Regions from separate parts of the Mus musculus genome. Here regions 1, 2, 4 and 5 are each linked to region 3. A link is a contact called in public Hi-C, HiCAR-type and promoter capture Hi-C data. All regions are on one chromosome and are shown on one strand. The core of a region is the stretch at or near the end of the contact, and the rest is flanking DNA. Distances in the headings are between cores, read along the strand shown. Region 1 holds the start of Zdhhc23 (zinc finger, DHHC domain containing 23). Region 2 holds the start of Qtrt2 (queuine tRNA-ribosyltransferase accessory subunit 2). Region 3 has its middle 110 kb from the start of Mir6540. Region 4 overlaps Zbtb20 (zinc finger and BTB domain containing 20). Region 5 has its middle 35 kb from the start of Tigit.

What was found. Promoter capture Hi-C pulls out the DNA fragments that hold promoters and counts their contacts. Hi-C and Micro-C count contacts between places; a contact is called where the count stands out from the background. HiCAR-type assays count read pairs that join an accessible place to other places.
Region 1: a contact with region 3 is called in a promoter capture Hi-C map of second pharyngeal arch cranial neural crest, with 7 times the contacts expected there. The contact joins the promoter of Zdhhc23 here to the enhancer-like site in region 3. A contact is called at or near these places in 12 of 39 promoter capture datasets (the 3T3-L1 cell line, the C10 cell line, cranial neural crest and 7 more) and 1 of 115 datasets of contacts at active chromatin or transcription factors (astrocytes).
Region 2: a contact with region 3 is called in a HiCAR-type map of fibro-adipogenic progenitors, with 11 times the contacts expected there. The contact joins the promoter of Qtrt2 here to the enhancer-like site in region 3. A contact is called at or near these places in 10 of 39 promoter capture datasets (the 3T3-L1 cell line, cranial neural crest, frontonasal cranial neural crest and 6 more), 4 of 115 datasets of contacts at active chromatin or transcription factors (embryonic stem cells, fibro-adipogenic progenitors, large pre-B cells and 1 more) and 2 of 9 other capture datasets (adipose tissue and liver).
Region 4: a Hi-C map of the N1E-115 cell line shows a contact between it and region 3, with 13 times the contacts expected there. The contact joins two enhancer-like sites. A contact is called at or near these places in 2 of 484 Hi-C or Micro-C datasets (the N1E-115 cell line and nephron progenitors) and 2 of 115 datasets of contacts at active chromatin or transcription factors (embryonic forebrain and embryonic stem cells).
Region 5: a contact with region 3 is called in a Hi-C map of the N1E-115 cell line, with 6 times the contacts expected there. The contact joins two enhancer-like sites. A contact is called at or near these places in 1 of 15 datasets of contacts at CTCF or cohesin (stem cell-derived epiblast-like cells), 2 of 484 Hi-C or Micro-C datasets (the N1E-115 cell line and pre-pro-B cells) and 3 of 115 datasets of contacts at active chromatin or transcription factors (a colorectal cancer cell line, large pre-B cells and stem cell-derived neural progenitor cells).

The regions. Positions count from the first base shown.
Region 1 is chr16:43,977,590-43,982,915 of GRCm38.p6, reverse strand. Zdhhc23 (zinc finger, DHHC domain containing 23) reads left to right here and starts at 3,107. Exons shown (of 5, transcript NM_001007460.2): 1 at 3,107-3,457; 2 at 3,740-4,008. The coding sequence starts at 3,866. It overlaps Gramd1c (GRAM domain containing 1C), which reads left to right. Exons shown (of 17, transcript NM_001359085.1): 17 at 778-2,566. The coding sequence ends at 858. Gm46552 (a long non-coding RNA gene) reads right to left here and starts at 3,043. Exons shown (of 2, transcript XR_001781930.1): 1 at 2,678-3,043; 2 at 1-59.
Region 2 is chr16:43,886,790-43,892,187 of GRCm38.p6, reverse strand. Qtrt2 (queuine tRNA-ribosyltransferase accessory subunit 2) reads left to right here and starts at 2,512. Exons shown (of 9, transcript NM_001356329.1): 1 at 2,512-2,621. It overlaps Ccdc191 (coiled-coil domain containing 191), which reads right to left and starts at 2,286. Exons shown (of 16, transcript NM_027801.1): 1 at 2,150-2,286. The coding sequence starts at 2,197. Gm25989 (a small nucleolar RNA gene) reads left to right here and starts at 5,374; the gene lies at 5,374-5,398.
Region 3 is chr16:42,186,527-42,192,293 of GRCm38.p6, reverse strand. No RefSeq gene overlaps it. Among named protein-coding and RNA genes, the nearest start is that of Mir6540, 110 kb to the left of the region's middle. Within about 2 kb of position 1,928, at least 265 of the 459 cell types and tissues checked have an H3K27ac peak or open chromatin away from gene starts, as enhancers often do. A contact at or near this core is called in the N1E-115 cell line, astrocytes, a colorectal cancer cell line and 4 more, where this site is marked.
Region 4 is chr16:43,378,518-43,384,245 of GRCm38.p6, reverse strand. The region is part of intron 4 of Zbtb20 (zinc finger and BTB domain containing 20); the gene reads right to left. Among named protein-coding and RNA genes, the nearest start is that of Gm9968, 18 kb to the right of the region's middle. Within about 2 kb of position 2,930, at least 15 of the 459 cell types and tissues checked have an H3K27ac peak or open chromatin away from gene starts, as enhancers often do. A contact at or near this core is called in the N1E-115 cell line, where this site is marked.
Region 5 is chr16:43,696,537-43,701,729 of GRCm38.p6, reverse strand. No RefSeq gene overlaps it. Among named protein-coding and RNA genes, the nearest start is that of Tigit, 35 kb to the right of the region's middle. Within about 2 kb of position 2,604, at least 124 of the 459 cell types and tissues checked have an H3K27ac peak or open chromatin away from gene starts, as enhancers often do. A contact at or near this core is called in the N1E-115 cell line and a colorectal cancer cell line, where this site is marked.

The DNA of each region.
Region 1 (5,326 bases), core at 1,858-4,357, 1.8 Mb before region 3:
TGCTCTTTGGGAACATCTGGCTCAGCTTTGTGAGGTCCATGCTTAGCACCGTGCCCAACCTGAAACAGATAATCCAGGTTTATTGAATGAACAAATGAACCAACACAGTAAGGGATAAGGTATATTTCTTGGTCTGGAGTTGCTTCAATTTTATGAGAGAAGTCAGTTACCCTACAGGCTTTCAAGTTTGTTTTTAAAAGTGCAGGGTTAAGTAGTATAGAAGTGTGAAATTGGTAGTGCTCTGGGAGCTCAGAGGCAGGGCGTTTGGGGAAGATCGCGTGGGGTCAGTAGGTACAGGTACGTTTCAGAACTGGGAAGAGAATCTTGAGGGGATTAGGAAGACATGGCTCAGTTGTGGGGCTCGATGTGTTCAGAGAAGAATGGAAACACTACTGAGACTTGAGGAAGGTCTAAGAAAACAAGTCTTTCCCTCTGGATAATGAGAGAGGCTTCCTGGGAAGTACATTGCATGGAAGGCTATATGGCCCTTAGTACCTGGTAAGAACTCTCTAGAATTCATATAGCACATACTGGAGAATCAGGGATTGATGATCTAATTTATTTGAGCATATCTATATCTATATCTATATCTATATCTATATCTATGTCTATATCTATATCTATATCTATCTATCTTTCTATCTATCTATCTATCTATCTATCATAGATGTTTGAATCAAATACATACATTATATGTTTATACATATACTCATATATCTTTTGGAGTAAAGTAATTGGCAAAAATTGAAGTCTGATTCTTGATCATTTTGTTTGCAGCTGAAGAGCTCACTCATTATGCTTCAAAAAACCTTTGATTTACTAAATAAGAACAAGTCTGGGGTGGCTGTGGAGAGCTAGTGCTGAAATGTGGAAACCAAAGAGACATCTGGACCTAGAAGGCAACATCTGGAAGGAATCGGAGGATGAAGACTGTCACTGTCATAAGGACATTTCTGATATTTTTATTACCAGGATTTCTACCAGGAAAGCTGTATTTAAATAACATTTACTCAATGACTACTCTCCAATAGCCTTAAGACTCTATCTTTTCACTTCTTATAGATACTTTTAAGCTGTGAATTTCTCCAGTGAACCATGAAATATATTTTGGAATTGAAATTCTGTGACACAAAAGGGGAAGGAAGGCACTGTGGGTAGGATGGCTATTCTTCTATAGTGAGGCTTGCTACTTGATCCTTTAAATTTATGTTAGCACAGAGTCCCTGTGTGCCCAGGGTGGGGGTGGGGGGCTGCGTTTGTAACTGAGTTTAAGAGCCTAAAAAGGTAAGAAGAAACCCCTCAATCATTTATCACCTTAAAGGATCGTTTTCCAAGTGCATACATTCCAGGCTTGTATCTTTAAATTTTACAGTGCCTTCCTTGACTTGGCCTCAAGGCCAATGGTCAGACCTTTTGTATGTCCGAAAGAGTCATTGGCCATGTTGTATCTGAATGAAGGGATATATATGTATATATATACACACATATATACATGTACATATATATACATATGTGTGTGCATATATGTATGTACGTATAAGTACCAAAGGTGAGATTATCCTTTATATATCAAAAAGACTGAACAGTAATTTAGGAGAAGGAAGTATATAGGACATCAATGCTCATAATGAACTACTTTCAGTTTTAGAAGTCGTAAGATTATTATAAAATCTGGGCATTCCATGACAGATCAAATTGAGTCCATGAGTAATGCTTAGATTCAGCTTAGCAACACCCATGATAGAGGTGGCCCATCAGGTAGAAAATAATTAATCACTTTTCAGTAGCAGCTAACTTGTCTTGCTGGCAAATTATAAGCTGGACACAAACTTGCACTCAGCAATAAAGACTGGGGGGCATGCAAGCTGACCGGAGTTGAGAGGCGCAAGCTTGGGCTCTCGGGAAAACCACTCAGGCACTTGTGTCAGCACCAGTGGTTTGTGAAAATAAGGACTTGGCGACTTGACTTGAAATTAGCTGCGTCCCCCGGGATTTAGGAAATGTTCAGGACGTATTTATTGTTTTGTTCTCTAGCTGTCTTTCTAGAACACGCACATATATTTATTTTTATTGAATATCCATTGCCTTTAGTCAATGTTTCCTTTCCCTCAGTGTCACCAAAGCCAAATGTCATTGCTAACAATGTTTTTGAGACGCCTGTAGGGAATAAAAATACTGGCTAAAGGGAAGGGTTTCTCTTCATGAATCCTAACTAATCTCCCTGGGGCAGGGGGCTTCGGAGTAATACCTTCTGTTCTGTTCTGTTCTGTTCTGCTTTGTTTTGTTCTGTTCTGTTCTGTTCTGTTTTGTTTGTGATAAGAACATAGGAAGTCTCTGGCTGTGAGTTTGAGTGACTGGATTAGAAACTTCAGATTGTTAAATTTAGAAAAATGTTAACTGTCAAAGTGAATGCTTTTGTGGTTTCTCTTAAAGCACTTCACCATATACCTCAAAGATTACCAACGTCACTTTGTAGATAAAACACTAAATATGTACGTAGAATTAATGAGATCTTAATCTGTTATGTATGGATTGACTTCAATAAAACCGGAAATGTTTAAGTTGTCGTTTTTTCTTCTGTTTCTGCTTAAAACCAAACCAAAACCTAGAAAGCCTGGGGTAGGGAAAACCTGTACGTAGGCCCATAGTTCTTACAGATTTGTGCTGCAATACAAACCCAGAGGGGACTCTCTTGGGCAATTTCATTGCAAATGTGCAGACTACTGAATCAAAAGTACCACCGAGGCCTGGCTGGAAAGCAGCTCCATCCTCCAGGACTCGCGAGCGAGAACAAGTTGGATAAGCCGGGCTTGGGGTCCACAGCGGGCCTCAAGGGAAGGCGGGCGACTCGTGGGGTGGCACCTCTGAAGGCGGCCAAGGTGCGGATCGAACCCCAACGCCTGTTGCCGGCGCTGGAGGACCGCAGGCGACCGGCGGAACTCTGGCGGCGCGCGAGCGCCGGGGTCCGATCCCGCACCCCGGCGGCACCGCGAGGGCCCCGGCGCAGGTGCGAGGTGGCCCGGCCGGAGCGCGGCGGGGGAGGGGCCTCGTGGGCAGGCGGCGCACGTGCGGGCGGCGGGATCCCGGCGCCGGGGGCGGGGCACCCGGAAGCGCGCGCCGACCTGCGGAGCGGCGACCGGGGGCGACTGGCTCGCTCGGCAGGCGCGCGCACCGGCGGTGCTCACAGGTGGGCGACTCCGCCCGGCACTCCCGAGCCTGCCGTGCGGGGTCGCAGGCTCAGCCGCGCCCAGGGGAGTCGGTCCTCCTCCCGGTCCCCGCCTCTGTCGGGAGGGCAGGTAACTTCCCCGCCAAGGTCATTCTCCAGGCCCGCCCACGCCCTCGGAGCGGCGGGTTCGGAGTGGGCTGGACGGGCGACCTCGGGGCTGCTGGGGCTCCTGGCATCCCCGGGCCGGTGGGTGGTTGCAGCGCCAGGGCGTCGCTGCCTGCACCTGCGAGGGTGAGTTTCCACGGCGCGCAGCCTTGGGGTGGGGACAGCCCGGCCCTTTGAGCCGGCACCCTCAGGTGAACTGGGCCGCCCTAGCTCTGCTGTCCCGGGCCGCGTGGTCGGCTGTCGCCATGGGAACGGCTGGTGCCCAGATGTTGCTAGCCTAGCTGGGAAGGGGAGGGGAAGGTGCTCAGAGCCCCAGAAGTCAAGGAACCCTCCTGTCAGGCCACGCGGAGCCCGAAAAGCCTGATGAAAGCAGGACCCTTCCCCCCTTTTCATTTTTTTATTGCTCAGGCGTTGGCGTTAATGAGAAGCAAGGATGTGTTTACAGGATGTGAGTTGAGTTCTTGCCACCTTTACCTTCTGTGAGCTTCTTATGCCTCATGGTGACAGGTACAAATCCGTACACTAAAGGGCAATATGAAGCCAGTCAAAAAAAAGAAAACCGAAGAACCTGAATTGGAGCCCCTGTGCTGTTGCGAATACATAGATCGAAATGGGGAAAAGAACCACGTGGCTGCCTGTTTGTGTGATTGTCAAGACCTCGATGAAGGCTGTGACAGGTAAGCTTACAGTTTCCAGATGCTGACCCCACTGGTTCTGTTGAGACCTACATATGTATATATATTCCTTCAGGTTTGCCGTCCAGAATGCTGAGGTTTGTTCTTGCTATTCCAAAGGATCTAAAATAGAGGATTGGTTTTTTGCTGTCAGGTGTGAGGATTTTAACAGTTTTCATTTTAAAGGATCATGGAGGATAGTAGGGTAGATTAGATGTATATAAGAACGCAATCCAGCACACACACTGCAAGTTTAAATGGACACTCCAGAAAGTTCTGTATTTTCAGTGATCTTAGTAGGACCCATGCATGGGGTTGTTCTCACGTGGTCACATGAACTTGAAGGGTAAAAGATAGCTTCTCTGTTCTCAGTTCACCCTGTATTTCCAGAGAGAGAGGCCATGTACACCTTGTGGGGAGTGACTGTTTTTCTGTGTGTAGCAACACAGTCCTGGTTGGAATATTGTCTTATCTTTGGCCTTTACTTTTACCACAATCTCAGCGATGGAGATTGCTATCTAAAAAGAGAGTTTTTAACCTCTGTTAAAACCAGTTTGTATCAAGCAGCAATAAACTGCTTTTAGCCATTTTTCTAAATATATATATTTTAAACATCTGCTTATGGAAGGCATAAAGTGATAGGAAGAGGGATGTTGGAGACAAGCTTTTCCCAGAAATTGTCCCTTCTGGCTACACAGTCATGGTGACTGTAGATTGTTAATCAGGCCAAGAACAGCTTTGCATGGGGACCACTGCAGTCTTCTGTCACTCTTGACTGGTAAAGCCCATTACCTCTTTGTTCCTTGTCTCTTTCTATAGTATTTCTTTTTAAATAGGTAGCCTTAAATATAGCTTCTTGAGACTTAGTCTAAAATCCATCCTGAGGAAAATAGAGCACTTTGCACTAAGGAATGGAGAGTGTATGCCAGTTCCATAATGGCCATCATTCAGGAAGGACCATGGCTTTGCCACTAACTTTGCTAACTCTTCCTCTCTCCTAGCCCTTGGGGCCTGAGCTGTCCTGAGTTCTCTCCTCTGCCCTATCTTTTTTCCTGGAGACAGGCTGCCCTGTTCCCACCACTCCTACTACTCTCTGACTCCAGGTGATATCTCCCATTCACTTTAAGGTGTGTCGTGCCTTTAAAAAAAAAGCCTACAGTTATTTTTACCTAAACTACCTTTTCTTTCTCGCCTGTCTTAGTCCACTTAGGCTGCTGCAACAAAATACTTCAGAGTGGGTACATTACAAGTGATGGAAGTGGACTGTCTACGGTTCTAAAGGTGGAGAAACCCAAAGTCCAAGTGCTGGCAGATTTAGTAT
Region 2 (5,398 bases), core at 1,263-3,762, 1.7 Mb before region 3:
ATCCAGTGCCCCACATTATCAGGCTCAAATGAAGACTGTAGGAAATAGATACAAACTATTAATGCATAGCAATAGCTTCAGCAACACTACTGTCTTTAAGCTGTCTTCTCACTAAAGCATATGGAAAGGTAGCCTTCATCCTTTCCTCCCAACTTTTCACTGGCAAGTTCAGCACTGACTAGCAGGGAACGCGCATTAAACCACAGGAGAAGAAACAGGAGGCCTTGTCTGTGACATCCTTATCACTCCTGGCTACCTTGAGATTGTAATGTACTAGGTCTGTAGTCTAGGCATCAGCATTTTTTTTTTTATGTCTTAGTTCTCCAGGGCTAAGAGTCAACGTATAGAAGTATGTATTCTATATTCGGGTATAGAAACATTACTTCTCATGAAACCCATACAAACACTGTTTAGTTCACCTCTTTCTGCCATTTTCTGCTTAACGACTGTTATGGTCCTTTCTTTTCCTGTTTGTAGAAGTAGCCAGATGCCTTCCAGTCCTTCCTACACCTGAGATGTCTGATAAAACAGGAGTGGGGGGTGTGGAACAAAACTACTCAACTTGTACTGTTGTACCAAGCCTAAAACGAACGAAACAAATTAATCTCTACCCAGATCAGTCAGCTATTAACCTGAACTGAGAAATGGAGACCACAGGGAGCCTCCTCTGTTCTCTGACATCCAGAAGCTCACAGAACTCTAACAGCCACTGAGTAAGCAAGGGGATTTGCTTTGCAAAAATATTCGGGGTTTGTTTTTTTTTTTTTTTAAAACAACGGGACAAGAAACCAATCAACTGGCACAAGAAAGTTGCTGTAAAGGGTATAATATCCTCCCTCACTTACCTAACACTTCACCTTCATCTCACCTTACACACAATTAATGCAGCTGTTCTGTCTAAATAACTGTCATGGCAACAAAGAAAGAGCTGATCTTATTCAAACACAGTTGAATTTCAAGGCGCTCATGGATTTTACTTTATCCTCTAGACAGTAATAATGAGCACTATCAGGGGGGAAAAATCCCTCTTTTTGTAGTTCTAAGTTGTCCCAATTTTTTTTTTTTTTTTTTTTTTGCCTTGCATCATCAAATCTATATTCATATGCTATTTCGGGCCCCATCTATTATGCAATGGAGCAACCTCAGTTTCCACTCACTAATGCTCTGGCCTGTGCCCTCTGGTATCTGGAGCATGGTTTTCACTAAGCGGAATGTGCCCTGTGCACACAGCTGCTATATTTAGGATAACCCACAAGAATGATTACCTGGGGCCCCCACAAAAGCCACTCGTCTAAGAGGATTTTTTTTTCTTTTTACAGGAAAGTAAAACTGAAAGGTAAGAGCAGCTGGTGAAACTGCTCTGCTGCTGAAAGCTGAAGCCCCTCCATTTCAATACTCTCCTTTACATTTAAAGCATCTATTTTTGTGACTGTTAAGAGGTATTCTGGAAGGCACACTTGGTGTGGCTGTGACTTTGCATGGCTGTGACTTTTGTAATGTTCCAAGTTTTAAATGGTGTCTCTTTTATTTTTAATTACCCCCCACCCCCACCCCAATTCTTCCTCAACCTCCTGATGCCTTTAGGTGCTAATACACAGAAGAGGTAAGAGATACAGGGAGGCTCTAACTTTGAATGCTCGTGAAATTTAGAGATAACCATATGGATAAAGTATTGAGATACAACCATCTGGACTTCTGGGTTCATTTTAGATACCTTGTGTAAAACTGGAAAGGGAAAGATATAAGGGATAACGTCAGAGAATTTCGTGTGATGATTTTTTTTTTCCTTTTAAAGACCCCTTAACTCAGATTTGAAGGGGGCAGAAGAAAATGTGCGGAAAGTTTCCTAAAATTGGTGGCAGAGTAAGGATTAGGGGCAAATTCCCCTCACCATGATGGACACTAGGAGACCTCTCCATAGATAGAAATAATCCTTACAGGATGCAGCCCATCACAGTAGTGAGTACACAGACCCTTTGGCTCCTTAAATCACGCTACCTAGGGCTGTGCAGGCTCTAGGGTAGCCAAGGCCAGGTAAGGATGCCCCCGGGGGAAGAGTGAGGAAGCGCAGGGCGGGAAGCGGCTGGCTTCAGGACTGTGTGGCGCCTAGGGCCGGCCCATGTTCCTCAAAGCTCCCGACTGGGATCACCTTGAGATTCAGCTTCCTTGATAACCGTTTCCAGCGACTCAGCTCCATCTTCTTCTTTGAGGCGGACCCTCCCTGGGGCGCCAGCAGCACGTTTTGCACTCTCGGGCCTAGACTTCGGCCACAACAGAGACAACTGCGCCTCCTCCCAGACTGCTTTCAGGTGGTTCTGGGAGTTGTAGTTCTGCCACCTAGCAGCTAGACAGGGGTCAGACATTCCGGAACTACTACTCCCAGGAGGCGTTGCGCGGGAAGCTTGCTTTCACGCTGTTACTATGGCATCGGCGGAGGTCACTGGGCTTCTTTAGCAGGGCCTTTGCGTAATTCTGGCGCTTGGTGATGACGCAGAAATTCCGGATTGGCTCTGCGGCGGAGACCGTGGTTTAGTGGGCCAAGGGTTCTACGAGTCGGAACACGTGTTATCTCTTGCGAAGAGTTTAAGGGTCCTGAGGGTGCGGAGTTGTGTTATCAACCGGTGAGTGTTCCTTTTCCTTGTTGAGGGAGGGTGAATAGCGCCCACTTTTTTTTTTTTTTTATTGCGTTGCAGTCTTGTTCCCACCTCGTCATTACTTGGTTTCTTGTTGGTCTAGGCTTTTGCCAGCTCCGAGTCTCCCAGTGTGATTGCCAGTTACAGTTCAGAAAGAAAAGGACCTCCGTTCTCCTGGCCTCTGCCAGAGAATGAGCTTCTCAGCTGCAAGTTTTTCTGAGTTTAGCAGTTACTTGGGAAGCTATACGAATAGGAAAGTCTAGGGCTCCTGGGATGGCTAATGGAACTAAGGGAAAATTGAATCTAAATAGCCATGCCTGGATGTTGTCATGAACAGCCCACTGAAGGCGTGTGTGCTTTCAAGGCAGGGCAGAAATTCAGAACTGGAGCTTTGGACCCGGCCACTTGTTGGCAATTCAGCTTACTTACTGGCAAAATGGGATTGTACCTAAACCCTGGGAGTATTGTAATGATTGAAAAAGCAACGTGTGTAAAACATTCTGCCAGGGAATCTAAACCAAACTATAAACTGGTGGAAATATGATAAGGAAAGCTGTGCCCCATAGACCTAGCACCTGCCCTCTAACTTGAGTGTGAACCAGTAAGAACATTGTTGAATGGGCTGTGTTACGTTCAGACTTTCCGCTGTCTCAATGGTAGTTAGTTCTTTTGGAAGAGTTAGTTTCATGGCGATTTTTTGGAAGGTGTGCCTATTTTTTCCTGAATGAAAAGCAGAGTTCAGAGAAGTGCATATAATACAGTGTGTGTCCATTTTTGGAGAACAAGTGTGTTTAAATGTTTGGATGAGTCTGGAGAAAGGCTGTCAATTTGGAGAAGATGGCTTAGAGGTAGAGGGGCAAGATGGGAAAAGAACAATTACACTGTAGCAAAATGGGAACTATCACAGTTAATATGGAAACATTGTATTTGACAAATTTCAGTTTCTTTTAAGCCACTAGCCTATATTATAGCCTCTAAAACTAATACATCTATAATTCCAGTAACAACTCTGCCAGTTACTACTGGTAACTGTCTTAGTCACTGTTCTGTTGCTGTGAAGAGACACCATGACCAAAGCAACTGTTATAAAAGAAAACGTTTGATTGAGGGCTTGCTTACAGTTTTAGAGGTTTAGTCCATTATCATCACAGCAGGAAGCATGTTGGCATGCAGGCAGACGCCTGAGCAGTAGCTGAGAACTGCATTCTCATCCATAGGAACAAAGAGAATTGGCATGTACTTTTGAAACCTAAAAGCCAGTGACACATTTCCTCCAACAAGTCCATAACTCTTATCCTTCTAATCCTTTCAAATAGTACAACTCCCTGGTGACTAAGCATTCAAATATATGAGCCTGTGGGGGCCATTCTTACTCACACCCCACAGCGACTTTATTAGCTTCACTTGACTAGTTTATAAAATAAAGGTGAGTAGGGTCTGTGTTGTATTTGTTTTGAGGGTTAATGTAGTTAATGTATCAAGCATGGTAAGTACCCAATAAATGTAACTACTATGATTGTTAGGCCTTTCAATGGATGAAGTTACCATTTGCTTTTTTTGTTGTTGGGGTGGTGTCTCATTCTGTAGCCCTGTCTGGCCTGAAACACACTCTAGAGTCAGGCTGGCCTCAAACTTAACAGAGATTTGCCTGTCTCTCTGCCTCCCAGGTGATAGAATTAAATTATGTGCCAGCATTCTCTGCTGGATCCTTCCTTCCTCCTTTTCTTTGTTTCTTAAAGGTTTATTTTTCTTTTCTGTGTATGAATATTTTTGTGTACATGTATATATGTATACCACAAGTGTGCATGGTACCCTCAAGTGAGAATAGGAAACCCGATCTTCTAGAACTGGAGTTACAAGTGATTGTAAACTGCCATGTGCTGACTAGGGACCAGACCTGGTTCCTCTGCACCAATAGCAAGTTCTTTTAACCACCGAGCCAGTTCCCCAGACCTGCATCTTATATTTTTGATGTGCCTCATTGGGTTTATCTCTTTCTTATTTATTTTTTTAAACTTTCATTGGATAATTGGATATTTCTTCAAATTTCTTCTGTATTTCTTTCTAACAGGTTTGGATAGCATCATCCATTCCCATGAGGGATATTTCCAAACTCTTAACACATGTGCCTAATAAAGTTTAGTATTGTTAGTGTATCTCTCTCTCTCCCCTACCAATTAGGGAAAGAATTTTAAAATATTGCGACATCCATCATTTCTGAATCAGCTTGGTGCATCGAATTGTTTGGAAGTTCTTCATAGTCTCTTTCTATGTGTACATAATTGGTAACTTTATATGGGGAAGGTGGGAGAGAAATGGATGTTTAATATTTACAAATCTCTATAGTTCCCCCACCCCCCAAATTGATCATCTCACACTTGCTGCATTCAGTTGCCAAATTTGGGACATCTGTCCATAAAGATAATCCATTCAAACAACATATAAAAATAAAAATTCTTTCTTACTGACAGATGAAGGCAGATTGGCATTAGCAGTGTTAAGGCAGGGAGTTGTCAGAAATACAAATTTGCTCACTGCCTGTCAGTTTTCCCTGCATCCTAAGGTCCTTCCTTAGGACCCCTAAATACTTAATCTGTAAGAGTGAAAAGGACAAGTCCTGCAATATAAGGGACTCACAGTAAGTAGAGGGGGCGGGCCACGGTGATAAAAGCAGATGAAACCATTTGATGCTGTTGCTTGGGTCGGTGATTACATCACTTCCAGATGATGTTTTAAAAGTGCCCTGTGGTTGCTGGAGGCTGTTG
Region 3 (5,767 bases), core at 679-3,178:
CTGGTTTATTTTATTGTGTGATTTTTTTTATTGATTTGCAAAACTTTTTATAATAAAGTTTATAAGATTTTTAAAACAAGAAATCCCCTGTCCATGATGGTATTACAGATATTTGGATACTGAAACAAAATGAGATTTCCTAACTTGTGTAAGGAAAATAAAATGAAAGTTTGTTTCTCACAAACGTAGTCATGTTTCAGGATCTTTTTCTTCTTCTATAAAATCATACATGAATCTCTGGGACCAGAGGGCATTCCCAAAGGGGTAACTTCAGTAGATGGCTCCTATTTTTCTCCTTGATCAAGTGGGTGAGTCTTACTGCTTCGTTGTCACACTCCTTCATGGGACCATCACCATAGCTCCCATACCTCTGGTCTCAAGTAACTCGGCGCTCCATTTCCTGAAATTTAATAACATCTCCCACCCAGGTGTGCGGAATATGTGTGTTGCCTCTTGGCCACAGCCTTTATTCAGCCTTTCTTCCCATCCTAAATCCTTATTCCTCAGTAGTCCCCTCCACACCAGCCTCTGTCAACCTTCCTTTTCTCTGATACATCCTCCCTGTGTCGGGTGGCTTCATAGAAACACAGTGATCTCTAGCTCCAACGTGTGACAGGATTGATCAGGTGAAAAGCAGTCCCGTAGAGGGGCTGTGCAAACGGCATAACAGTCCTGCAACGGCTAGGAAGCCATTTCTTCCACGCTACAGGAGCACCAGTCCCTCGGGTGGGTCCCACTTCTGACCATCCTTGAGAAGCAGTGTCTGGAGATATTTCCTCTGGGAAAAGCTGTAACGGCAGACTGCTACACCAAGATCCTCATTCTTAAAGCACTATTAGCACAGGAGGAATCCTGTCTAAAAGCAGTCGGTCGAATAATTCTAATCCTTTAAAAGCTAATAAATAAATAATTAAATAAATGAAGAGCCGTCTGCTCCGAGAGAGAGAGAGAGAGAGAGAGAGAGAGAGAGAGAGAGAATGAGAATCAGGCCTAGTTACCTTCTTTGAATGGAAAAGGCACCTGTGTATTCTCACAACTTAAAGGCAAGGAAAATGCGGGCAGTTAATTTCTTAACTAACCTTACCTCATCATATAAAAGTTGAACACCGTTATTTTACTACCCGTCTTGTAAAAGCAGTGCGCACCTGGCTCAGAGCCGCCAACAAATGGCTATTACTCTGCCATCATTGTGGTCTTTCTCTCCATCCTATCCTGCTTTGGAAATTTATTGGAGGGATCAGAATCTCTGTGGGGCTCCAGACTCTCAAAGTGTGCTTGCTTAAGGCGTGGTGGTATGTGATACATGGTGTGGGGTGGGGTGTGTGTGTGTGTGTGTGTGTGTGTGTGTGTGGACTTGTGTGTCCAGCCACAGAGAATCCTCAGGTTGACAGAAGCGTTACCGCCATCTGCTGCTGAATTGAGCCTACTGCGATTTGCAGGAAACTGAACCCGCAGGGGAAGAATGTTAATCAATCCTTCCCCTACACGGAGCCTGTGGGCTACTTCTAATCTCGCCTGTCACCCAAAAGGCCAAGCAAGCTGCTGTTTGGATTCACAGTGACCTGGCTAACAAAGATGAAGGCTCCAGCTACTCCAGCTACCTGGGAAGGGGACTGAGGAGCTCAGGAATGTGACCCCCTTGCATCGCAGGCGGGGAAGAGCTGGGGCAGGGAAGCAAAGGGGACCTCGGTAGGCTGCTGGGCTCCTAGGGGCTCCCCCAGCTATGCTTCTTGATGCTCTGATCGTAACGGCACCACTGGCTCCTTTGTTTCGGGAAAAGATCTATCTGTATTGGCCTGAGGCAGACTTTACCCCTCCCGCTTGCATCAGGAATCCTTTGCTTCTTCGCCGCGCCCATCCGTGGACATCCAGGGAGCAGGCGGAAACCTTACGCGGCTGTCAGCAGCGGTGATGGGTGACGCCAAGAGAGCAGCCGCTGGCGCCCGCCCTCCAAGCACTTCCTGCCGCGCTGGATGGCGGTGCGGGCTCGCTGGCGCGCACCTCTGCCCCCTCGTGGCACGTGCAAGCATCGCGGCTTCGCAGACGCCACAGCCCACCCGCACCCGAGGCGGGGCGGGGACACTGGAGTGCTTTTCATAGGGACTTTTTTTTTTTTTTTTCCTTTCGTTTCCATTCAACTCCTGGCATCACAAAAAGGGTTTCCAGGTTCACTCAGTTACTTATTAATGGCAGAAGTGAGGGTGGGTGAGGGGGATAGAGCGAAGAAAGGAAAGAGACTAAAAACATGTTTGCGGCGAGGAAAGAGAGGATTAGGAAAAAATTGAACGATGTTAAGAAGGGAGAGAGGCAAGGTGACAGTGACGAGAGACTGGAGTGACAGCAGAGGTTGTGGGAAGAATACAAGGAGCAACAGTTTGGGGGGCGGGGGGAGGCTGCTTCCGCTCAAGAAAAGGAGGGCGTGACATCCGGGAGAGGTAAAAGCTCATTTTGATGAAGTGAACCCTGTGAACATTTCAATATGCCTCTCTCCTAGTTTACATCCCATTTTGGTTGACAGCTGCTGAAAATGAGTTTCCATCTTTCTGTCTTGTTTTAATATTCTCTTGTATCCCACATCTCTGAGATCATTAGAGGCAGAAAACAATTATGTCATCCATCCCTGTGCCTGATAGAATCCTCAGGCACATGCTGGCTTATTAACTCCAGTCTTTCCCTGCCACCATCAGCCGCATCTTTTTGTTCTTCTTCTGATTCATGCACAGTCACACGCAATCTCTCCCCCTCACGGCTGATCTCTATGGACTCACGGACCCTTAGGGAAATACAAGTGTAGCTGCAAAGAATCCAATTGCATGTGACAAATACTTTTCCAGGGCTTCTGCCACCTATTCGTCAACAACAACAACAACAACAAAAAGTAAAGCTAACCTGTAAAAGCCACAGGGAGTCACAAACAGTGCTTCTTTGGAGTCACATCTGTAGCCCTTGACTCCTCCCTTTTGTCTTCTTCGACACAACAAAAGGAAAGAGATTTTGCTGGTTCTGTGTTGGCCTGATCTCCATGCAAGCTGTAAAAAAGGTTGAAAGGAATTTTCTAGACACCAGCCTTAGTCACTACTATTTTGCCAACACTGTTGAATTTGATTCCAAAATTGGAGAGGGAGGTCACATTTCAAAAGCCTGGACAGGATGATAAAAACTGTTTTGGCAGAAGATTAATCGTTGCAGATGGGTGTGGGCAGTGGTGCCCAAACTCATTTACCATAACAAATGGTTTCATGAAAATGTTTTGGTCAATACAGCTTATTTTACCACATTGTGGGCTGGTTGTAGGGGTGGAATGGGCATCTCCTGATTCAGTGTTATCAAGATTCTTTCAGAGGCTCCTCTCAGGAAGGGAGCCTCCTTCTGGACAGTGCCAAGGATACCTGAAGATAGAAATTCAGCTTGGACACAAGCCATTTTCCATTACAGCCAATGGACTGTGTTGCAGAAAAGCACCTTAAATGGGGGAAAATACTTTGGGAATCTGAAACCAACCAACCAACCAACCCCCCCGAAAAAGAACCCCAAAAGTCAAAAATAAAATAAAATAATGAAGGCTGAAAGCCACTGAAGTGTCTATAGTCTCGGTTTCTCTTAGTGTCTCTGTCCTTTGCGGGCTGGTGGCCACTTTTATGCTGTGTCTGCACCTGGACTTTCTGTTGAGCAGGGTGCTGGTTCATTCTTGTTGTTTCTTTGTTTCTTCCTCTTGTCTAAGGACAAGAGTCAGCTTGAAGACAGTTGTTTTCTGTTGTTGTTTCTCATCCCCTTGAGTCACAGGTGGTTGCGAGCTGCCTATGGGGCTATGTAGGTGCTATTACTAGAGTCTTCCGGAAGAGCAACTTGTGCTGAGCCATCTTTTTAGCCTCTTAGCCCTTGCTTATAACTTCCTCCTCAGTTCCTTCTTTAGAGTTTCTGCCTCCGCCCTCCAAATGCACTGACATACATGCAAAGGCGCTGGAGGTTAAGGTTAGGATATATAAATCCTAGGGGGTGCCACCTAGTTAGTATCACTCTCTAAGCGTGCTCAGATGGGTTATTGAGCATCTGCTTTCCAGATTTCACAAGGATAGAGAAGTCTGCAGTGGAGAAAAACCTCATGGTAGACACAAAAGACCCAGTAGGTCTGTGGTTACCCTGTGCAGATGGCTGTGTCGCCTCAAATAAGAGTTTTCTGAACTTGGGTTCCCTCAGTTGGGAAACAGACTAACTGCTACTGCTCCACCGTGGATTGTCTGTGAATATAATTGTGCCCAGACGCCTAAGGCAGTGAGTTAGGAGTCATTGTGGAAACCACCAGCTCTGCTTCACTGAGTGTTCTTCCCACAGCTTATCTTCCAAGTGGTAAGTTTCCCTTGTGCTGAGAGTCAGTGTAATATATGCGGGCAAGGTGTGGAGGGGCAACGATGTACATTTGGATTCCACTCCATCTCCTTCGTGCCACTACAACAGAGTAGTACAGACTGATGTATAATATATAGAAAGCTTTGGCCTCTATTTCTAGGATGAGAGTCAAAGATGGAGTCTCTGTTGATGTCTGACATTTAACTATTTGTTCTTAAGATATAATCACCACAGTTTTGGACCTGCCATACAAACTGTTGTTTGAGGGATAAGTTCCCAAACCATGTTTTAAGGGCAACACATTGAAATCATTGTAGGCAGTGGATAAGATCCTGAGTGCATTATGGACACGGACACACACATGTCAAGGATCCCAATGCCTCAGACCAATGGAAATGGCAGAGCCTTCCTCAAGTGTGGCTCGACATAGCAAAGCCTTCATCTGGTCCAAGTGTGAGCATCCAAATAGGTTTGGGTGTTCAATCTCAATCCCTCCTGTTTTCAAGGCAAGGGTTTTACTGGTGGAGCCATCTCCACTGCACCCCAATAGTTTGTTTAAATCGGCTTTCAATGGTTGTAGAGCTCTGCATCTCTGTGATACAGTTTAGAATTTCTTTGCTTTGTAGATTTCTCATCTCATCTGCATGCTAATCCTACTCATGAGTCATGGCTACGTCTTCAATAGAAAGTGTTGGTGGTCTGCCTTAATTCCATCTTACTCTTATTTTTTTTTGAGCATCCTCTTCAACTTGAAGCTGGAGTAAGCTACTGAAGAAGAGTGTGAGATCAGTACTTATCTTCCCTCACCACAGTATCGCAGCACTCAGAAAAGCACTTGGAAAATAACATGGACCAGAGAAGTACAGGAGTTGGAAGTGACTGAATAGGTAGTGTCTTAACAGCATGCTAGTCAATGCTCTAAACTCGTTTTCCTCGACAAGAGGCAAATGGGAAAAATTCTGGTGGAAGACAATGTGGATCTGAAAGGCAAACGAAATGAAACAAAACCCAAGCCAAATCAAAAACAAAAACAAAAAAACCAAAACCCCACAACTCTACTAATATTGAAGTCTCTTCTCTCTCTCTTTCTCTTTCTCTTTCTCTCTCTCTCTCTCTCTCTCTCTCTCTCTCTCTCTCTCTCTCTCTCTCTCTGTGTGTGTATGTGTGTGTGTGTGTGTGTGATATTCTGAAAGAGACTGAGGAAAATAAAATAGAACTTAGAATGATTTTTTTTAAGGAAAAAGGGCATGGTAAGATACTACCTGTAGCAAGGGACTTGGAAAATCTTCCTTTTGTATTCAAAGAGGGGTTCAGGACATCATACCTTAGTAACCCCAATCCCTCCTTCATTCAGCTTCTGACAAAGTCTGGTTGGCCACATAGCAAGGTCTGTGAAAGGGTCATGAAAATATTGGCATGA
Region 4 (5,728 bases), core at 1,681-4,180, 1.2 Mb before region 3:
TTGGAATGTGGGAAAAGGCTCTATGTGCTATTCCCATTCACACTTCTAGACACCATCCATCACTTCAGTGTTGGGGACTTCTCAACCTAGACTATGCCTGTAGCACATATGTGTTCTCTCTCTGTTTCTCCCTCACTTCTCCCTCCCCTCTCTTTCCTCCTCACCTCTCTCTCTCTCTGTGTAAGAGAGAGAAACCGAGATAAAAAGTGAGACAGTACAGTTTATAGGATTCCAAATAAAATGTAAAATTTCTTGAGGACTCCATTTTCCTTACCTCTGCAATGGATAGCACCTATCAAAGAGGTTTATTGTGGGAACCCAATGAGCTAATATGATAACAGTACTTAGTATACCTAAAATAAAGATTATCATTCTCACACAAGCTTTTCTTTTGAATAATGGATGTGCTCTGGAGGTGATTATGAAAATGTATAGGCCGCACTTCTATTATCGAATCGCAGAGCAATTACACAGTAAAACAATGGGACCTGTGATGGCTCCTGGTGGTAGACAGGGTTCAGACAGAGGCTGGGTCTTGGGGGACTGCTGGGAGTCGTCTGTGGGCTGGCAATACTCTTAGGTCTTCCTTGATGCCTTCCCACAGGTTCCTTATTCTGCTAACTCCTAACTTATCCCAGCAGTTTCCAGGAGAATTTCCTTTGCTCTTGTCCAGTTCCAAGGCTCACTGGGACATTTCTGCATCAGCAGGCCTTCACTGAGGCCCTGGCCCACAGAGAACTCCCATCAGGCCAGGCTCACAATGTCCCAAGTGCTCTACTTTGCATGTTTGTTACAACTCTCAGTCATGTGCACTGAGGATCCTTGCACTGGCTTACTCATTCCGTGAGAAGCTTCGGGGCTGGGAACGCTGTCTTCCACTTTCTTAGAAACCTTACACTTAATAGTGAGGCCTATAAATAAAACAAAACCTTAAATAGTTCTGACTTCACCTTCAACTCATAACTGAACCCGACTCGGGGACTGAAGAGCTATTTTCTTTCTTTGGTCTCATCAGATATGAGTGTGTCAGGTTACTGACTTGGGTGAAGCTTATACTCCCATAATGCACCGGATGCCAGCAACCTGCTGCACTTTAGGACATCTAGACTTCCATATAAGTTAATTCCTTAACTTTTCTTGCTCTCAGAACATCCTTTTATTTATGGAACATATCTAGAAAGAATAGAGTTTATAAAATAAACCATCTGCTAAACAGACCTTGAGAAAAAGTAATGTTTGAAAATAGCAAATAAAACTTATTGGGGTATAAAAGCTAAATTAAATGTATTAATTTTCTCATCTTTTTTTCTTGGGAGTGGGTTGAGATGAAGCAGGGTCTCAGGTAGCCCACACTGGCTCCAACTCACTATGTAGTCAAGGATGACCTTAAACACTTAGTCTTCCTGTTTTTATATCATAGTTTTGATATTGCAGGTGGTACTAGGCATCTAACCCAGGGCCTTGTGCAAACGAGGTCCTAACATTGCACGAGGTCCTAACATAGCCTTTGCTCCACTTTATTATCTTTAGAGTTATTGTGGGAAACTGTATTCAATTCTATTATATGGGGGGGGGGTTGAGAGGGAGAGAGAGAGAGAGAGAGAGAGAGAGAGAGAGTAAGATACACTTTTATGAGTTATCCTGGGGTTATTAGCGCAAAATCACTCTCATACATTCTAAAAGAAGAACTTGACCCATGATCCCTCCACATACTCTTCCCTGTACACTCTGGGAATTCAGGAAGCCATCAGAGAGCCTCTGGGACTAAAAAGGTTCAAACAAGGCACACCTGAATTGTATTTAATATTTTGTCATAAGCAGTTAACAGAATATACTCAAATTACCTTCACTTTCCTCTTGCCTATATTCCTATTTCTATGCTCTTTTCTTGATGTTATATTATTTATAAAGATAAAGATGAGTGACAACTGATAGCAAAATAGCTAGATCCTTTAAATAAACAGATGAAAACAGATGTGGTTCATGGTTTCACAAAATGGCTAGTAAATGGAGATTCCAGATGGATCATGCTTTAGGCTAAGTATTGAAGGATTCTTAGTATTTCAAAAAAATAGATTAAAAAAGTCATTTTAAGCAGAGTAAACAGCATAACCACAAAGGTTATTGCTCGCTAGGGATACTCAGTCATCTTGTCTGCAAAAGGGGATAGTGAGGCAGCATTTGCGGATGTGAGCAGGCTTGGGTCATGGAAGAATGTGTCAGTCAGAGAATATTGCTGTCAGTAATCATAGTCTGAAGAAAGTGCAGTCAGCAACCACGCTGCTCCCCCTCTGAAGAGACAGCAGCAAAGCAGAACACTCCACCACAGATTCTTCAGGCTCCACAGGGAGATGCTACATCAGTGGTGGAGGCAAAGTCCTATCTAATGATCCCTCCTCAGCTGATCGCCATGATTCATCTTTTGAGGTTAATCATATCACAGGATTTGGACAAGAACCTCACCAGCTCCTAATCATATCAGCACTAGTCCTTCATTATCAATGATAACAATCTTCAGCCTTGCTTCCAGGTGGATCGTAAGAGTGGCTCACAGAGGAATCGTGAGCAGGGTTAGACGCCACAGACACATGTGACAAAGGCTGCCATGACTTATTAGTCACATAGCTAGTTCACACCCCAGGGACAGAGACAGTCCTCCACTGCAGGGGTCACTCTAATAAGTCTCTTGAAGGTCCCTGCTGAATGTTAGGAGTTTCTCATTCCTGTCATCTTAAAAATGCCTCTTTCCCAGCAGCACTTCCTTGTTTGCTTCATATAATCCAGTTGTAGTTTTCTTTTGCTTTTTTAGGAACAGTCTTGTTCTGTAGACCTGGCTGGCCTAAGACTTTTTATGTAACTCAGACTGGTCTCAAACCCACAGCAATACTCTCCGGCCAGCCTGTCTCTCCTTTTCAGTACTCTACTGTACTTCCTGTTTCTGATATGTGCACTTATTCATTTCCCTGTCCTATTGAATTCCACAGTTAGCTTTTGAGTAGGCATTGCGTCTCCCTGTGGTTTTACTCAGCATTGTATCTCCAGCATCTCCAAGGGTTGTTAAAGAGGATTTTTAAAATGAAGGCAAAGTAAAGAAGGATAAGGAAACATTAACTGGGTATGGAGAAAAGCTTTTTGTATAAACCTCTCCCCAATCTTAATACTTTAAAGTTATCCCAAACTCATGAAGTAACTTTGCTTACTATTACAGGAACAGTAGTCATATGTCTGTGTGTTAGAGATCTAAGAATGATGGTAGAGGAAACCCATACTGCTCCTGGATGCATAGTTATCCTCAGCCTCCCACATGTAGGCATACGCTAGCATGTTTCATGAAAAATTTCACATACAGTCAGACAGACAGATACACACACACACACACACACACACACACACACAAAAGCGAGCGAAAGAGAGTGCAAATTTCTGTATGTTCAAAAAAATAATTCCAAAAGCAAATTTTTCAAAAATAGACAAGATGGGAAATTCTGAAGCTTATATAGTTATTATTAACTGTATTATATAAATAGCAAGAAGCCAGTAGGAATAAAAATTTGAAGTCAATAGAAAAAGAAGGAGATGAACTATCCTATAGAAGACTATATCAAAAGATGCTTAGTAGCAGATAATGGAAAAATGAAAATTAACACTACACAGAGATACCATTTGCTGTCAACATGATTGGATCAAATCATGGGGTTTAATGGTATTTTTGGATACTACTAATAGGGTACAAGAAGATCTAACCCTGGTTGGGTCACATTCTCAAAATTTCACAAGGGTACATCCCTTCAACCAATAATTATACCTTTAAAATTTGTCTCAGAGAAAAACCTGCACATCTATCATGTATGCAGCAGAGTACAGCTTGATATGATAGGAAAAATTTATCAGTGGGGACAGCAGAATGAACAGTAACATATTTATATATCAGAACACCATGCAACCAAAACAAATATGCAAAAAAATGCAGTGGTCCAGAATGATCTCCAAAACACAGTGGAGACTGTGAGATGTAGCCTGGAAGGCAGGACTGAAAACCGTGAGTGGACTGCCTCTGTGAGAGGGGAGCTGAAGGCATACCCATGACTGAAGAGGCCACCAAAAGGTCACATCAGCAATCAGCTCATGAACTGATTACATAAGGAAGCTGCTCAGGACAAACAAGGAACTGGGGGGAAAGAGACAAGAGACAAGGCTTTTCATACAGTTTTGATGAGTCTCTCTGTCTCTGTCTCTCTGTCTGTGCATGCGTGTCTATGTGTGAAGATCAGAGGTCAATAAAAGGTGTCTTCCTCCATCACTCTCAACCTATTTGACTTATTTAGAGTCTCTCGATGGACCTGGAGCTCAACCCTTTGTCTAGAGCACCTAGACATCTCCTGGGAGCCTTTTATTTCCACCTCCAGAGAGCTGGAGTAGATGTGCTTGCATGGTGCCTGGCTCTTTATGTGAGTTCTGCGGACGTGAACTCAGGGAGGCATGTTAGCATGGCAAGCAGTTTACTGGCTGAGCCCTAGTATTTACTTTTGAAATGTGACAAATATTGATCTTTCTTAGAATGGGGAACAAAATACCCATGGAGGGAGTTACAGAGACAAAGTTTGGAGCTGAGACGGAAGGAGGGACCATTCAGAGACTGCCCCACCTGGGGATCCACCCCATATACAACCACCAAACCCAGTCACTAGGCAGATTCCAACAAGAGCTTGCTGACAGGAGCCTGATATAGCTGTCTCCTGTGAGGCTCTGCCAGTGCCTAGCAAATACAGAAGTAGATGCTCACAGTCATCCATTGGACGGAACACAAGGTCACCAATGAAGGAGTTAGAGAAATACCCAGGGAGCTGAAGGGGACTGAAGCCCCATAGAAGGAACATCAATATGAACTAACCAGTAACCCCAGAGCTCCTTGGAACTATACCACTAATCAAAGAAAACACATGGTGGAACTTGTGGCTCTAGCTGTGTATGTAGCAGAGGATGGCCTAGACAGTCATCTATGGGAGGAGAGGCCCTTGGTCCTGTGAAGGTTCTATGCCCCAGTATAGGGGAATGCCAGGACCAGGAATGGGACTGGGTGGGTTAGGGAGCAGGGGGAGGGGGGAAGGGATAGGGGATTTTCAAAGGGAAAACTAGGAAAGGGGATAACATTTGAAATGTAAATAAAAAAATATCTAATAAAGAAAACCAACCAAACAAAAAACCAAAAAACAAAATCAAAAAACAAAACAAAACAAAACCCCCAAAACAAAAAAACCTAAAGAGATCTTTACTGGCTTGGTGAAGACAGGATGGTGTCTCAGCTCCAAAGGGTTCCCATCAGTCTTAGCCACTGTCAGAGCTAACATTTGGTGAGTGTGCTAAAGCTTTATTTGGCCTCGTTGGACTACAAAATACCCCCACTCATCCCCTTTCCGTTTTGTAGAATTCTATGGTGCTATAAAACAGCGGAGCCATTCTATGTCCTAAGGAATTATCAGTCAGATGCTAAGGTGACAGTAACATGCTCAGCCTGAGAGCTGGGTGAGCCCTCCTGAGCGGCCTAGGCTGATTTCTCACGGTCTGTTCTGGGTGTTGAATGAAAAACAAGGGATGTCCACTTGTTGCTATGTAAAAAGAAAACCACACTTTTTGAGGAGTTTAAGTATATGAGATTATTAAAAGTTAGTATTTCTTACTAATTAGGTAATATTTATCAAGCTTCTAAGGCACTTGTGTGATGGTTTTA
Region 5 (5,193 bases), core at 1,355-3,854, 1.5 Mb before region 3:
TTTATCCCAAGGCGATTTGAGCAGGCCAGTTCCATTACAAAATGCTCTAAAATGTCTTCCTTGAGCCCTTCATAAAAATTATTTTCATAATGGTCCTTTCTAACGCTTTGTTCATACTTATTACACCGCCTTTAAAACCACTTTATCTTATCTATACTTACTTAGTCCCTTCATTGAGATCGTGTGTGTGTGTGTGTGTGTGTGTGTGTGTGTGTGTATTGATCAGAGAGTCCTCCAACTTTGGTGAGCATAAGAATTTAATAGCAGCAGCTGTAGCCTGTCAGGCACTTGCTGGGAAGGCCATGGCTGGGAAGACTGTGGGGTTCAAGCGGACTGGGTCCTAGCCCCCTCACATTGTTGAGACCTTGGATTCGGGAGCTGTACCTCAGAGACCAGGAATCTGTGTGTTTTATTAACTATGGCCCAAATGACTTTGATCTGTGTAGCCGGAGGTGCAGTCTTCTTAACTGTGTAGTAGATCTACGGCTTGTCTGAATGCGGTGAATGGTTTCAACTTCACTGAAGTATAAATCTGAATCCAAGAGCTTTGAGCTTGGCCTGTGGGGGCCCATCAGCTACCTAGTGAGTGTCGCTAACTATCCATTGCAGGGCCTCAGCTCAGCTCAACAGAGCTCCTGGCATTTTGTCTCTGTTTTTCTTTTACTGAAAATAATTTTCTTCCATACGGTAAATTCCGATTACAGTTTCCCCTCCCTTAGCTCCTCCCAGCTCCTAACTCCTCCCCACTTCCCCTCCCATTGGAATCCACACCCTTTCTGTTAGAAAAGAGGCATCTAGTGAATAATGACAAAATACGATAAAACAAAACCAATGGCGTTTCAAATCAGTGACTCCATCTCCAAATAAGAGGCCCAGGAACCTCTAAACTGGCGCATTGGGGACTTGGATTCTGGCGGATGTCAAAGGATGAGTCACCAAATAAGTTACAGCTAACATAAAAGCGGTGGGGACACCAGGAGGAGCCGCTGTACTTCAGCTCATTTTGCAGAGGAGCTGTGGGAAATGTGTGGGCTTCTAGCCAGAGGGCCTGAGCAGGACTCCCGATGTTCTTAGCTACTTGCTACCTGGCAAAGCAAACAGCTTAGGTTTCTGAGTTGTGTGTTTCCTCTGCTCCTCACTAAGGCCGCAGCCCTGTTGAAGACACAGGGCTGCCGTGAGACTCGGGTGACTTAAATACATGAAAACGCTCTTCCAACTGTGGCGTTCTGAGCAGCCATTGCCTTTTCACTGTGTAGAAACATGTCTGAGGTGTTGTAATGACAGAGTGTACTATCGGGCAATGGTGTGTGTGTGTGTGTGTGTGTGTGTGTGTGTGTGTGTGTGTGTGAAGGGGTGGGGGTCGCGGTTGGGATAATTCGTTTAGAGCTAGCAGCTGAAATGGAAGGCCAGAAGCAAACTGGCACACAGGTGTCCGAGTTTGCTGTTCTGACAGCGTGTGCTACACACTTACTCGTTTGCTATGAGCAGCAAGTTGGATGTAACTGGAGATCTGGGAACGCCAATCTTCAAGAGAAGACACAGTCAAGCATGAATTTGATATGGTCAAATAATTTCATTTAGGATTTCAGAACTCTCATTATAATTAGACCTTAGTCAACACCATTGAGATATGTTCAATTTTAAGCCCCAGAAAAAAATAATTGTCACTAGAGAAAGGGCTTTGAGAGCATATGCAACGATTTATTCCCCTTTAGAGAATTTTAACAGTATCTATAGAAAGTATGAGGCTGTGTAGATTTTTTTTTTTTTTTTTTTTTGCTTTGTTTGGTTTTCGAGACAGTGTAGCCCCAGCTGTCCTGGAACTCACTCTTTAGACCAGGCTGGCCTTGAATTCAGAGATCCACCTGCCTCTACTTCCCGAGTGCTGGGATTAAAGGTGTGCGCCACCACGCCCAGCCAAATGATGCAGTTTTTATGTGATGAATTCCTTGTTGCTGCAGTAGACCTTGGGCAGTCCTTGCTCCTCCTGTAGCAGAGCTCTGTTTATTGGCTGGAGATTTAGTCAGAGGAGCTCTGGAATTTAGCAGGAGACATGTTTATGTCTCATGGTCAAATACTTATTCAGAATTCTAGAATTCTCGAGCACCTCCTGTATGTCCAGCATAGCGTGGGGTATTAGAGAATCTGATATGCCCCAGCTTGTAACTCATTCACGTCAGAGGCAGAGGGGGAAATCCCATCTTTGTTATTCAGTAGAATGAGGTAAAACCAGAGGTCAACAGACCTGGTATAAGGATCACTGTGCTTTTGTGACTTTATTCCCTTAACCAAATCTACTGAACCCTTTCCTGTATCAGGCACACGCTCTCCAGAGCTTACGTGATGGTGGCAGCCTACAAAGATAGTGAGACTCCACCAGCCATGGTGGCATGGGACTGTAATCCCAGCCCTAACAAGGCAGGAGGAGCACAGGTTTGAGGTCGGCCCATCTCAAGAAACAACAACAAACAAAACAAAACAAAACAAAACAACAAAACTGGAAGAGATGATGAAGTCCCCTAGGCAGAGGTCAGTAAAGACAGGCCAGGCAGAGAACACAGGGTACATACCAACCCGACAGCTCAAACCCACAAACCACAGGCTAGCAGGAGAGACAGCCTTGGGGGCGGGACAAGGTGTGGGGGCGGGACCAGAAGGTTCCTGTGGGCTCCACCATAGACTTCTGCCTTTCCGTCAAGTGGAAGAGGGCGGGGCTGGAAAGGATTTGTGGCAAGCAGTAGATATAAAGAGATGAGTGCTTTTTAAAATTGTGGCGTTTTAAAATAGCCAATGCTCTGTTTGCATCTTCCTCGAAGGATCCGTAGGTTGAGGTGTGGGGGTGGGAATACAAAATAGTGGATTTAGGGAGGTAGGTTAGGGACTGTGCAGTAGCAGTGGAGGTGAGAAAAATGATTTTAAAAATCAGACACAAGGTGGTGGTGGTGGTAAATAAAGAGTTGGGCAGAGCTAAGACTCTGAAGGAGCAGATGTGTGGGAAGGAAGCTGTCTTGTTTCTCCCTACGTTCTTGTCACTTCCAGTTCTATACTTTTAGATCTCTCTCTCTCTCTCTCTCTCTCTCTCTCTCTCTCATATTTATCTTTCCAACTTACATTCCAGTGGGGGAAGTGATTGGATTTTTTAAAAGATTTATTTAGTTTATGTATGTGAGTACACTGTAACTGTCTTCAGACACACCAGAAGAGGGCATCAGTTCCCTTACTGATGGTAGTGAGCCCCCATGTGGTTGCTGGGAATTGAACCCAGGACCTCTGGAAGAGCAGTGAATGCTCTTAACCGCTAGGCCATCTCTCCAGTCCCCTGGACTTTTTTTTTTTTTTTTTAAGCAAAATTTGTAGCACAGTGTGGCTGTGTTGACATACTACCCGTGGCAAACATTGAAAGAGTTTGAGCACAGGGTTTGAAACAACTCAGTCAAGTTGTCTCACCTCTCAATCCACAGAATTGCCACCTAGAAAACTGGGATACAATGGCATCTGGCTTGTTAGGCTTCCTTTAGAGTTCAGTGAGGTAGTAAATACAAAACCATTGACACAGAGCTTGGTTTAGTGAAAACGCTCAATGCTGTCACTTGTCACAGATTCTAGTTGGAAAGCCGTATCAATTACGTGTCTCGTCACTGTAACAACATACACGACAACAGCAACTCGAAGAAAGATGGGCTTGGATTTTAATATTTATTTTATTTCTGGTTATGTGTGACTGTGTGGTAAATGCCACACATGCTGTGGGTACCGAAAGAAGCCAGAAGAGTGAGTCAGGTAGACCTGAAGCTGAGTCACTGGCAATGTGGATGACTTGCTGTGGGCTCTGGGAAGTGACCTCAGGCCCTCAGTCACTGAGGTGTCATCTCTCTAGCCCTAACATGGATATTTCTCATTTGGGAGTATTTCTCAGAGAGGATGAAAGCAAGAAGCTAATAACTACAGTTGAATATGCCTATAAGCTCCCAGAATGTCCATATAGGCCATGTGTTGTTTCTATAGATAAGTGGAGGCTAAGACAACAAATGCTTTCCCAGGGAGATAAGGTTCAAGTTATGCCCCGTCCTTTATGGCTTTATAGAGTCTTAGCAATCCGGATTAGAGGTTTTCAAATGGCAATCTACAGGCTAATGGGACTCAAAATTGTCACCAGTCTCAACAAAATGTGGACTAAAGTAAATTTAAAATATCTCCCCAGCTTTCCATTATGAAACGATTATTGTGCCAGGCATAACAATCCTAGTTGTGCACATCTTTAATCCCAGCAGTAGGGAAGCAGCCCTTAGAGTTGGAGGCCAGCCTAGTCTACCAAGTTTCAGGACAGCCATGGCTACACAGCGAAATCCTGTCTTAAACAAACACACACACACACACACACACACACACACACACACACACACACACAAAAGACACAGAATAAACCACCACCAAGAAAAAACTGCACAGTTTTATTATCAAGAAATTCTTAAGGCCAAAAATGAAGAGAAAGGTTTATTCGGGAGAAGGGAGGAGGAAGGAGGTAGCCATGAGTTCTGAGCAAGGTGAGGAATGGCTGAGCTGCCTAAAGTAGGTACATCTGTTTGGTAGAAAAAGGAGACAGAGAAAGGTTCCCCCAGAAGGGATCCCAGTGTCCCTTTTACCCTGGAGATTCGGCGAAAGCTAAATTTCTCCTGAGAACTTTATAACAGGGAGTTGCTCTCATTGGAATTAAGGCTAGCGTTCCCACAACTAATATAAGCTGAGAAATCCCAAGATGGGTACTGAAGTTATTCTGGGTTGGGTAGTGCCTCTAGGTGCCTGGTTAAAGCAGGCACCAATTTTCCCCGAAGGCAGGGGCATTGATCCCAGGTCTCAAGGAATTTCTGGAACCTCATTCCAATGAGCAGCACACAATGAAAGTCACAGAGTAAGTGAGGGAGAATCAAGAACCACAATCAGAACTGTAAAGAGCTCAGTGGGAGCTGGAGAGAGTACTGACTGCTCTTCCAGGCGACCCACAGTCGAATCCCAGCACCCACGTGGTAGCTAACAACTGTCTGTACCTCCAGTTCCAAGGGATCTGACATACTCTTTTGGTCTTTGCAGGCACCAGGCACAGCCACGGTGCACAGACATGCAGACAGGCAAAACCACTCATACATCAGATATTAGAAACTTGAGCATAGCTACGGGATGGAGGAGCCAGCCCAG